Linked DNA regions of Mus musculus: region 1 is linked to region 2. A link is a contact called in public promoter capture Hi-C data. All regions are on one chromosome and are shown on one strand. Each heading gives the region's core, a stretch centred on a gene start, on an enhancer-like site or on the middle of the called end of the contact. The rest is flanking DNA. Distances are from core to core; before and after follow the strand shown.

Region 1 (5,571 bases), core at 2,604-5,103, 360 kb after region 2:
TTCCTGGGCCACACAGGGAGACCCTATCTCAAACTAAAAATGAAACAAAAATGTCATTAACAACAAAAAAATCTCAGATGTCACAATCACAATCAGATGCAAGATGTCGAGTGCCACTAGGAGGACCTGAAGGTTGGAAGGATAGTAACTTCAACCCAGAGGTCCCTGCAGGCTCCCAGAAAACCTCTCTACAACATGTAGCTCTCTAATCTCTCTTTACAAAGTGAACTTTTCTCTCATTTCAAAAGTGAAGAAAGTCAGACATAAGGATGTGAAGAACACTCACCAGGTCCAGGCAGGATGGGGAGTCACGTATCGGGAAAGTCTTACTCCCTGGTATGACATTCCAGTGGACAGGATATACGTGGGATCGATCTTCCTCTACCCAGGTGGGCTATGAGCACCCCAGCTGCCTCTGTATTAGTGTCACGAGCGTGGGACACTGATGGGGCACAGAAAGGCAAGAGACGGAGGAGGAGGAGGAGTTCAGTGAAGGAGCTGACCTATTGACCACCATCCTTCTGTTTGGCCAAACTGTAGGACCTGTGGCTCCTTCCTTATATAAGCTTGTGGAGTGGACTGCCTCAGGGTTCCAGCCCCACAGTTTGGGGGTGGGGTGGGGTAAAGAAATCTTACTGGATACTTTAGCAGACACTTGAGCTGGCTGATCTGTGGTCAGACACTGAGCAGCAGTGTTGAGGAATGGTGCTACTTACTGGACCCGACCACAGAGCCACGCCCGGCCCTCTGTTCTGTCCCCCATTCCCCACAAGTCAGGTTTGCCCATTTGCTATTCTCTGAACCAAGAGGCTTCCAAGCTCCAGGGGTAGGGACTAAGTAAGGTTCCTGTATTGCCACATGGGTCTCCGCGTTCTGTTTACTCTTCCGGAGAAGCAGGTGTGTAAACCACTTGCAAGCTCTTGTATTGTTGTTGCTGTGGTTACTGTTCATAGAACCTGACTTCATATATGGCCAAGTAAGAGAAGACATGGTATTTAGATACTAAACCAAGGCAGGGAGGGCCTCAGTACCCCACAGGCCAATAAGGCAGACATGGTGAAGAGCCACCAGGTGGGGCTGCTGAGCAGAAACAGAGACCAAATCCCACTGGCAGCTGGTGACCGCCGGGCATAACAAAGGAAACAGCACACAGAATCTCTGCCTCAGTAGAGCCCTCGGCATCCAGCGCTGTCTCTCCATGTGGCAGATTTTCCAATAGTTTTTGCAAAATAACTTTTACCACAGCAAAATAACACTAAGCCCAGGAAAGGCTGGAGGTGTTGGTGAGCCAGCTGGGCCATAGGCTGCCCTCAGCAAGCGGCTGAAGTCTATGGATACCCCATAGTCACAGGGAGGATGAAAAGGAACCCTTAGCTTGGACAAGCAGGTGCAAAGCAGGTTGTGTTATACCCAGCGGTGGAGGTACACAGCCCTGAGCCCTGCCTTCACACTCACAGGTATCCTTAGCGAGCATCTCTTTTAATGTGAAGGCGAGTTTCAAGATTTTTCTGCTCCTTTGCACGTGATCCCATTTAACTTGGCAAAGGACCTTCAACTTAATTGGAACAGAAAATAGGTCACAATTAGGTTTCAATGGATTAACTCCTTAGGTTTTACAGAGTTAACTCCTGAAAGGCTCTCTCATCCTTCTGTATCTCATGCCTACTTTGTTCCCCCTCATCACTTGCAGCGTCCTCTCCACACAGCACTGAGCTGCCACATCCTCCCTACCCATCATGGCTGCCTTGCCCACTACCCATCATGGCTGCCTGGTCCACTACCTATCACAGCTGCCTTGCCCACTACCCATCACGGCTGCCTTGCCCACTACCCTCATGGCTGCCTTATCCTGTTACTCCTATACCTCTCCTCCTTCATCCATCATGTGTGCTTCATCTCCCTTCAGTCATCAGTAGCTGGTTTGTCCAGCAAGGTCTTCCTAGTTAGCCTAACAGGCTACAACTCTCATGGCCTTCAGTCCTCCTGCCCCTCCTCCTATGGACCCTCAGCCACCCTCCACTGCCATAGTCATCCCATCTAGTGTCTGAGTCTTACCATGGGGGGTCCCTCATTGGTGCTACCCTGCCTAGTGTCTTGGATCCTCCACAGTGGCTAAAGATGCTAACCCTGAGTTGGAATCCTAAATCACCTGTCTATGTGAGAGGGGTCTGCCTTGTGTTTTTACCTGACTTCATCTTAACAAGGGACAGTTCAGGAGACTGTTCTCCCTATTGTCCCCTGGCATCGCCAGCCCAGCCCTTGGGGGACACTGTTAAGCTATGTAGAATGAATGAATGAATGAATGAATGGCAGAAGTCTAAGCAGAAAAACCTCAGAATGTCCCCGAGGATAGCTGTACAAAGCAAAACCAAGCTACGAGGTCACATTTATTTCTTAATTTAATGTCCCAGAAACTCAGGATAAGATATGCCACCGCTCCCTCCGATGTTTGGGGGACGAGGAAGCTTCTAGGCCACACTCCATCTAAGCGACAAAGCAGAAGTGGCAGTGTAACGGCCAGGTCCAGAGCACTGAAACCCCTAGGTCACAGCAGCAAGCATTCTACTACCACCTCGAGGATCAGGCTCCATTTTGCCGGCTGAGTGGAACGATGTGGTAGCACCTGCAGCAGCTTCAGACACTTTCATCGAACTGACCAGAAGTTGTTCTAGGGCCAGGAGTGGAGACCCGATGTTGGAAATTAACACCTGCCATCTCTCAGCTGTGACTTGTATCTGTCCTTGGATGCAGCTTTATTTATCATGTCAAGCCTGAGGCACATCTGGAGTGTGCCCTACTGGGAATGGTGCAAATACCTACCTACCTACTACCCTCCCTAGCCCACCCCACACACATGCAAAGTGTTGGAAAAGGAGATCGGAATTTGCTGCCTGTGTACCTGCACTTACCACAGCCCTGCCCTCTGTCAGTCAGGATGCTGCTGGAGACACAGTGTCAAAACTACTCGCTGTTTGTTCCAACCTCTGTGATGACCTGCATAGTGTAATTCTGCATGCCTATAGCAAGTTAATTTTTCTCCCAGCCCAAATGCTACAGTACGTAAGTAATATCTGTAGAAATAGCAGCTTCCAGCATAGAAGCCCCTGTCCAGCCCACAAGCGAGCCTGGCCCATGAACATCCAGTTTCGGGGAGAGTTCAGCACCCCAGGAACCTGTTTTGAACAATCCTGGGACTACATGGTAACTTGGTTAGGGATTGTGATCACAGCAGGGTCAGGGTGGACTTGCCTGACATCCGCAGCCCCTCTCCCCTCTTACTGTGGAAATGAGCAGATTCCCATGTGCCCACCACCCCATTCTGTACCCCAAGTGTAGCTAGCTGCCCCACAGCCACTATTTCAACATCGCAGGTCTGGTTTTACTTTGGAATTATTGTGAAGTGCCTTGGGGGTAGATGACCCCAAGCACTGGGGACAAGTTTTAATTAAAGACTGGCTTGGGGCTGGGCACTTTTACACATTGTTTCACTTGAGCCTTAGGAATCCCAATCAATTAAGTTATTTGTGTTCACACATGAGGCTCAGAGTACAAAGGTTATTTGCCCAAGGTCAGAGTGTGCAGAAGTAGGGTCAGCCAGACAGGGGCACTCCTATTCTTAGCTGCTTGGCAGCAGCTACTTTGAATAAAAATCAGCCTCTGATGTCATCAGAACACTGAGACCTAAGATGCTGTCCTGTACCTCCTGGGCACACTGAGTCCAACACCACCAGATTGGATAAGAGAGACAAAGCCAAATAGGTGAGATAAGGATAGAGAGCCATAATACTGCCCTCAGAGACAGTCGCAGAGACAGACTCATGGCCACCATAGCTCCGTTAGGCAAGTGCTCTGGGAGGCAGGAGTCTAAAGGCCAGAGATTCGGTCCAGGTGAAGTCTCACTCTGGCCTCTCTGACTTGGATGCCCCTTCCCCTGACAATATTTACTCAGGGAACTCCAGGCAGTGGACCAAGCCCTGGCCACAGCCATAACTGTCAGGCAATAAATAAATACTCTCACTAGATCAAAGAGAAGGACCACAAGAACATAGGAGAAGGTTCAGTTGGGTGCAATGGAACATGTGGAATATTCCTTGATTGTCAACTTGATGTGATTTAGAATCTCTTGATGATTCTAAATGACATGATTTAGGTTGGAAACAAACCTCTGGGCACATCTGTGAGGGATTTCCTAAGTTAGGCTGAGGTAGGAAGACTTACCCCAAATGTGGGCAGCATCATTCAGTAGGCTAAGGTCCTGGAGAGAGTGGACTGAGTTGCAGGCAGCGGTCTGACGCTCTCCCTTTCCTGACCTGATACAATGTGACCAGCTGCTTCAGGTTCCTGCTTGACTGGATACAATGTGACCAGCTGCCTTAGGTTCCTGTCGCTACATTTTCCCAAATATGACACAGTGTTCTCTCAAACTGGGAGCCAATGTACACTGTCCTTCCATCAGTTGCTTTCTTGGGGTGTTTTTCTACAATACAAACGACTAATATGCAAATGCTGCAGTGATACTGGGGATCTAGGCACTTGCTCTGGGTACCGTGGGGCCTAGGAGAGGACCATCAATCAGCTGGCCCATGAGTCCACGTCTCAAGCAAAATCACAAGTCACAATCTTCCTTGTTTGTGTGCCCAGTAATGACAGCAGAGTAGAAATCTGACTGGAGTTCCAGGAAAAAGCTGTGGCTTTGGGAGCCCTAGCAGGGTAGGCATGGCCGGCTGTCCTGGTATGCTAAGTGCAGACACAAGTAAACAGAGATTTAATAAAAATGCACACTGGGGAGAGAAACAGATAACCTCAAAGAGAAACAGGGACCTCAAGCTATCTCCAGGTCAAGGTCATAGCTTTAGGTTTAAGTAGGGCAGGGGCAAAAGACACGTATAATTAAGCTGTTCTGGTGGGGTGTGGTCTGGCTGATCATTATCTTGGTTCTGACTCGGCAAGGTGAGGATGGAGAAGTTCTTGTTGCTTGAGGGGAGCAGTCTGGCTCACGTGAGACAGTCTCCTGCTCCAGGCGCAGACTCACATCTTGGATAATTGCTCTCACCTCAGGGGCAGTCCTTCCTCGTGACTGTGGGGTTGGGAGGATGACCGGAGAACTCTGGAAATCTTTTTAGAGCTAGGATAGCACATTGCAAAAGCTGACAGTGACATGCCTCCGCTGCTCTCTGAGCCTTCAGCCCGAAAGGGCATAAGCTAGGTTAGGTGTTCCCATCTCCACAGCCAACTTCTCTTGAAGTATTCTACATACGTGTAAGTTAAAGGCAAAGAAGTCAGGTGTGAGGTGAAGGCAGCCACCAGGCTTTGGTCCTGTTTTCTGCCACCCTGTGCTCCAAGTGGAAAACTGGCTTTTCTAGGAGGAGTGTGCGGTTCCCAGCCACTCTTCAGTGTCTTACTCACCCAGCTCCAAGGTGAGCATTTGATTCTCAGCTACTGGGCTGTGGTCACAGCCTCTTAGAATGACATCTGAGAGGAGTGAGTGGTGGGAGGGACTCATGTGGGTGCAATTTTCCAGCAACTCCCACCTCTGTCCTGGGCCCTCATGCCATGGCCACACACACTGTG
Region 2 (5,198 bases), core at 1,735-4,234:
CGGAAGCCGGTGGTGGAGAAGATGCGTCGGGACCGCATCAACAGCAGCATAGAGCAGCTGAAGCTGCTGCTGGAGCAGGAGTTCGCGCGGCACCAGCCCAACTCCAAGCTGGAGAAGGCCGACATCCTGGAGATGGCCGTCAGCTACCTGAAACACAGCAAAGGTGAGCCCGGCGCCTGCGCCCGCCTCCTGCTCCCGGCCGATGTGGCTCCCACCGCGCGCGCCCCACTCATGCCGCTTCGTCTCCCCACAGCCTTCGCCGCGGCCGCCGGCCCCAAGAGCCTGCACCAGGACTACAGCGAGGGCTACTCCTGGTGCCTGCAGGAGGCGGTACAGTTCCTGACCCTGCACGCCGCCAGCGACACGCAGATGAAGCTGCTTTACCACTTCCAGCGGCCCCCAGCTCCCGCCGCTCCTGCCAAGGAGCCCCCGGCGCCCGGAGCTGCGCCCCAACCGGCCCGCTCCTCCGCTAAGGCTGCTGCTGCTGCGGTCTCCACCTCGCGCCAACCCGCCTGCGGCCTCTGGCGGCCCTGGTGACCCAGCGGCCGACCGGTGCCTGGAGCGGACCAGAGGATGAGCTCGTTCCTCTGGATGTGGGAAGACATTCCCCAGCCGCAGTTCAGCCCCAGGTTGGCCGCTACCTTCTTCCGAAGGCTCCCTCCTCCGGCTGGCTGGCCAGCAGGAGGGTCATTCTTAGAGAATGTGTGTGCAGAGTTGTCATTTGGGGATAATCAGGGCCCACCCTCTGCCGCCCGTCCGACCCCGTGGGGTTGTTTTGTGTTTGCATTTCAGCAAGTGACTTCTGCGAAGTTCCTGGTCACCACCGGGGGTTCTATGATATTTGTAGAGTCGGGGGTTGGCTCACCCCAGCCCGTAGAGGACTTTCTTCAGGGCCCGTTGCTGCTGGGCAAGCACCCTGCAGGCGGGCTGTGCCCTGGGCACATTTGCCTTTTGTGAAGGCGGAACTGCAGGTGTTTCCTCATAGGAAAGCACTCAGCCTGCGTGGGCGTAGGGCCCATGGGGCCTCACCTCAAGGTCCACATGGCCTTGGCTGTCTGATGCGCGCTCACAGTGGGCTGTCTGGGAGGGTGGGGTCTCCACGATGATCCTTAAAGGATTCCTTTGTATGGGTGGGTGCATGTGGGCACGATTTTGTACTTAGAATTTGAACTCTTGGTCATGTGGGAGAACACAGGCTGTTCTGAAGGCTTCTAATAAAATATCAAGCCCTCCATGTCTGTGCCTCTCGTCTGTCCTTAGCAGCCTAGGGGCAGCCTGCCCGGTGACCGGAGGTGGAACAGTGGGATCTACCATGTTCACAGTGAAACCGGGATCAGGAGGAGTGCTTGCTGGTGGTCCTCTGCCATAGAGGAAAAAGGGAGGGCAGGAGGTGGAGAGGAGAGGGGCATACAGAGCTGTTGTTGCTCTCATGGTGAACAAGACCTGGGTGGCCGCTGGGGGTTTCTGCTAGCTCCCAGGTCAGGGTAGGGGAAGAGATCCTAACAACTGTAGACTCTCTGCTTTGTCCACTGAGAGGAAGCTGAGGGCCTCAGTGGACCTCTTGCTGCAGCAAGAGGCTCGGCTGTGCCGAACCTGAGAAAGTATCTGTTCTAGCTCCCGCTTCCCCTTAGTTCACCTGCTTAGGCGATTCATAAATGCCCTCCCTTCCACAGAGCGACCAGGGCCAGGACTGACCCATTCCATTCAAACTATGAGCCTGGTAGGTATGGGCTATTGTCTAAGACAGGGTGTCCGCTTTAAGGCAGGCTATAGGTTAGTCAAGTTCACAGGGCTCTCCAAAGGCAAAACCCATGGAGCAAGAAGTGGGAAGGTGTGTCTACATGTCTTCTGAAGGACAAAGTCATAGATGTGGCTCCCATCCCGACTTGGATCTTTCCCATCTAGAAGTTCATTAGCCACCACCCCCCTCTTATTCCTATCCACTCTGCCAGGGACCACCTGAGGACCCTTCTGTGACCCACGTATAGTAAGCAAGGACAGAGAACCTCATCTGCACTCATTTAGCTTACCACAGGAGCAGCAGAACTTCTACAGATGGGGAGGAGGCCAGTGCCCTTGTGGAGTGTCCTACACACAGGCCGGGCATACTCCACTTACAGGGACTGAAGTTGCTGGGTCACCTCACTCTCAGGAGCCCTGCCACTCTGGAGCAGGCTCTCCCATTCAGAGTACACCCACTCTGTTGGCAGGCACATACAAGGTTGCCTCCTCTCGGAATCAATGTAGATAGATATATGGCAGCTGAGCCTGCGCACTGCCTCAGTCCTGTGCTCCAGGAGCCTGGCAAGTCAGTGAGCAACTGCCTGCAGACAGAACCTTGCAGAGAGCGAGGTATTAAGTTACACGATGGCCCTCTTGGAGGACACAGTGCTCTCTCTCAAGGGACTTAAATCAACAGGAACTCCAGATCACCTCCACTTTGAAGCCCGGTCCCCTCTTCCATGCGCCCTCTCCCTTTCCCTCCTATACTTTGCAAAGATTGCTGTTAAACTGCCGATCTTCCCCAGCTGCAGACGCACGACCCTATTCATATCCCTTCCCCCTGGCTGGGCATTTCTCGAATGTAGGGTCTTTAAAACTACTCCAATTAACATGGGAGTTTTAGAATTGAAGGTCCCACTTCTTTGGGAAACCAGGATGGTGGGTCACCCTAGCAGAAATTACAGCAGCTTGCAGGGCCAGCCTCACAGCAAGGAGATATGAAAGCACGATCGCCAAAATCAACCCAAGTTAGCATCTAGCCAGCTCAGCGAAAGAACAATATTCCAAAAGCTTCATATTGGTAGTTTGGAAAATAACGGCCCTCCCTTCCCAGTCCTGGCCTCTGGGACACTTGCTTGTCTAGGACGGTCGGGTGGCCTGGCCTCCAGCACAGGCGGACGGGGGGCGGAGACTCATTAGCATAATTTATGCACGCGGTCGTTTAGCAGTCAATTATATGCGCATATATTTCCATGGCTGATGAGGCTGGCCGGGCACTTTCAAAATGGCGGAGCGTGGAGCGAGTGGCGGCGGGAGCGGCGGGGACAGTCTGGACAAGAGCATCACGCTGCCCCCCGACGAGATCTTCCGCAACCTGGAGAACGCCAAGCGCTTCGCCATTGATATAGGTAGACACGGACCGGGTACTCAAGAAAGTGGCCGGAGCAGTGGGCGCGGGCGGCCAGCCAGCGGGGGCGGCGGGAAGGACGAAGGGCGGGGGCGCGGGCCATGCGCACAGCCTCACGGGTCGCCGCACAGCCTCTCGGGACTCATAGTGTGCGCGGCGTCAAGGTGCGGGACCGAGCGGGCTGTGGGACTCCAGCTCCCGGTAGGCGCTGCGCGGTTGGAGCGGGGCACGTCGGGCCTCGTAGTCCGCGCAGCGCCGGTGGCTCAGTGGAGGGACGGGCGGGGCGGGTGGCCTCGGGGGTCCTCATCTGCTCAGAGTCCCCCGGGATGAGGCTGGCCATGGCCCCGCGGCGCACTCCGCCGGAGTTCCGGCTTCCCAGTGAGCTGTGGAGACGTTGGGCCTGGACACTTGTCGAGCGCTGCAGCGTGGACCGTGGCTACGGCCGCCGCCTCCTGCGCGCCTAGGAGTTCACCTTCCTGCCGACCCGCTACAGGCCCACCTTAGATCCCCTTCGCGCGTTGGGCAGCCTCATGCCCACTAACAAGTCCTCGGGGGAGGTTCTTTCATCGCCCTGGTGTGCAGATGCGGAGACCAAGGCACAGAAGAAGGCTAGCTTTCTCCGTGGTCTCTCTATTCGTAGATCCAGGATGGGAGCCGGCCAACGCTCCCCCTCCCCCTCCCCCACCCCTACCCCTGTCCCCCAAGCTCTCTGCTCTGCATCCTGTTATTGAGGAGCTTTGTACCCAATTGCTTGCAGGCGTTTCCCCGCGTATCTCTTGATGCCAGCATTGTCAGTGAGGCCCCACACAGCCGGGCAGCATCCGCAGTCTTGGACTTATCTCCGTGAATCAATGGGTGTGCTGCTGGCTCTTAGCCTCCTTGGAAAGCCTAGGTTGTTAAGAGACTGTGAAGAATCTCGTTACTTCTGGAATATTGAATAAGTCCCCCACCCTCTTGCTTTTGGGTTGTCTCTCTGACGTGTTCTTCCTTGGGAGGAATGAGGAATGGAAGAGAAAGTAAAGATGGCCTGCTGGCTTGTCCTGTGTTCCAGCTTTATCAAGGGCTCAGGAGGGTGGTGGAGTGGGCCAAGATTCTACTAGCACCTGAGATAACTCGGTGACTGGCTGTATATTAGTTTAGAAGTGATGAGCTTGCAGCCCCAGCAGAGGGGACTGTCCACAACCTGACCTCTCCAAAGGCCCCAAGGCAGCTGTTCCAGGATCCTGAAACCTTCACTCCAGGGCTGGGTTTTATGCTTTGCCCTGTGGTCTTATACTTATTCATTAGGAAGGAGGCAAAATTAAATAACTGTGTCTGGAAAGCAGGTGAAAATGAATTCAAACATCATCAGGCAGTTAAGAAAATAGGGTTCACCTCAGATAATCTATTTGGTACCTAGAGACCATCTAACCAACAGCCAATAAAGCATGAGCTGTAGTAGAGAGGTGCCTTCGAGCTGAAGGCCTGAGGCCAGACCAGGGCTGTCTGGACAGAAGGACATTGCAAGGGATGTTCAGTGTTGGGTTTTGCTTCCATCGTCGTCTGGGTCCTGAATCTGAGATTGGAAAGTCATGTGTTCCTGAAAACAGACCTTTTTTCTTTTGTTCTTTCTTTCTTTTTTTTTCTGCAACTGATGGGAGGTCACAGCTCAGGATGGGGTTGACAGCTTAGGCACCTACAAAACATCTTGTCGCAGTGTTGTTTAAAAACAGCCTTCTCCTGTTTCCTCCTTCCTCACTGTGTCCCTGGATCCAGGAAGGCTCAGCTGCTCTGTGTTCTTGGCAAGCCCTTTTTCTTTCTTGGATGGGACACCGATGTCAGCTGAGTTGGAAACCCAGGCAGTAGGAAGGACATACAGGCAGGAAGAGACTCTGGGGTAGTAAATGCAAGGCTGTCCTGCCCTTCTTGGTGCCGTGGTGAAAGTCAAAGGACAACTTGGTGGGATTCTCTTCTTTCACCATGTGGGTCCTGGGAATCAAACTCCAGACAGCAAGCTCCTTTACTCCCGGATCCATCACTGGGTAAAGTACACCTCCATCCATTTGCGCAGCTTTGTCTTTTAGGAAAC

The links. Promoter capture Hi-C pulls out the DNA fragments that hold promoters and counts their contacts.
Region 1: a promoter capture Hi-C map of liver shows a contact between it and region 2, with 1.8 times the contacts expected there. The contact joins the enhancer-like site here to the promoter of Pank4 in region 2. A contact is called at or near these places in 6 of 39 promoter capture datasets (the 3T3-L1 cell line, the HPC-7 cell line, hippocampal neurons and 3 more), 4 of 115 datasets of contacts at active chromatin or transcription factors (bone marrow-derived macrophages, embryonic limb bud, fibro-adipogenic progenitors and 1 more) and 2 of 9 other capture datasets (adipose tissue and liver).

Annotation. Positions count from the first base shown.
Region 1 is chr4:155,319,673-155,325,243 of GRCm38.p6, forward strand. All of the region lies in intron 4 of Prkcz (protein kinase C, zeta), which reads right to left. Among named protein-coding and RNA genes, the nearest start is that of Prkcz, 39 kb to the right of the region's middle. Within about 2 kb of position 3,854, at least 12 of the 459 cell types and tissues checked have an H3K27ac peak or open chromatin away from gene starts, as enhancers often do. A contact at or near this core is called in liver, where this site is marked.
Region 2 is chr4:154,961,139-154,966,336 of GRCm38.p6, forward strand. It overlaps Pank4 (pantothenate kinase 4), which reads left to right and starts at 2,985. Exons shown (of 20, transcript NM_001305804.1): 1 at 2,985-3,131. The coding sequence starts at 3,008. It overlaps Gm42363 (a long non-coding RNA gene), which reads left to right and starts at 3,139. Exons shown (of 2, transcript XR_881640.3): 1 at 3,139-3,331; 2 at 3,888-4,175. Hes5 (hes family bHLH transcription factor 5) reads left to right here. Exons shown (of 3, transcript NM_010419.4): 2 at 1-163; 3 at 254-1,233. The coding sequence ends at 537.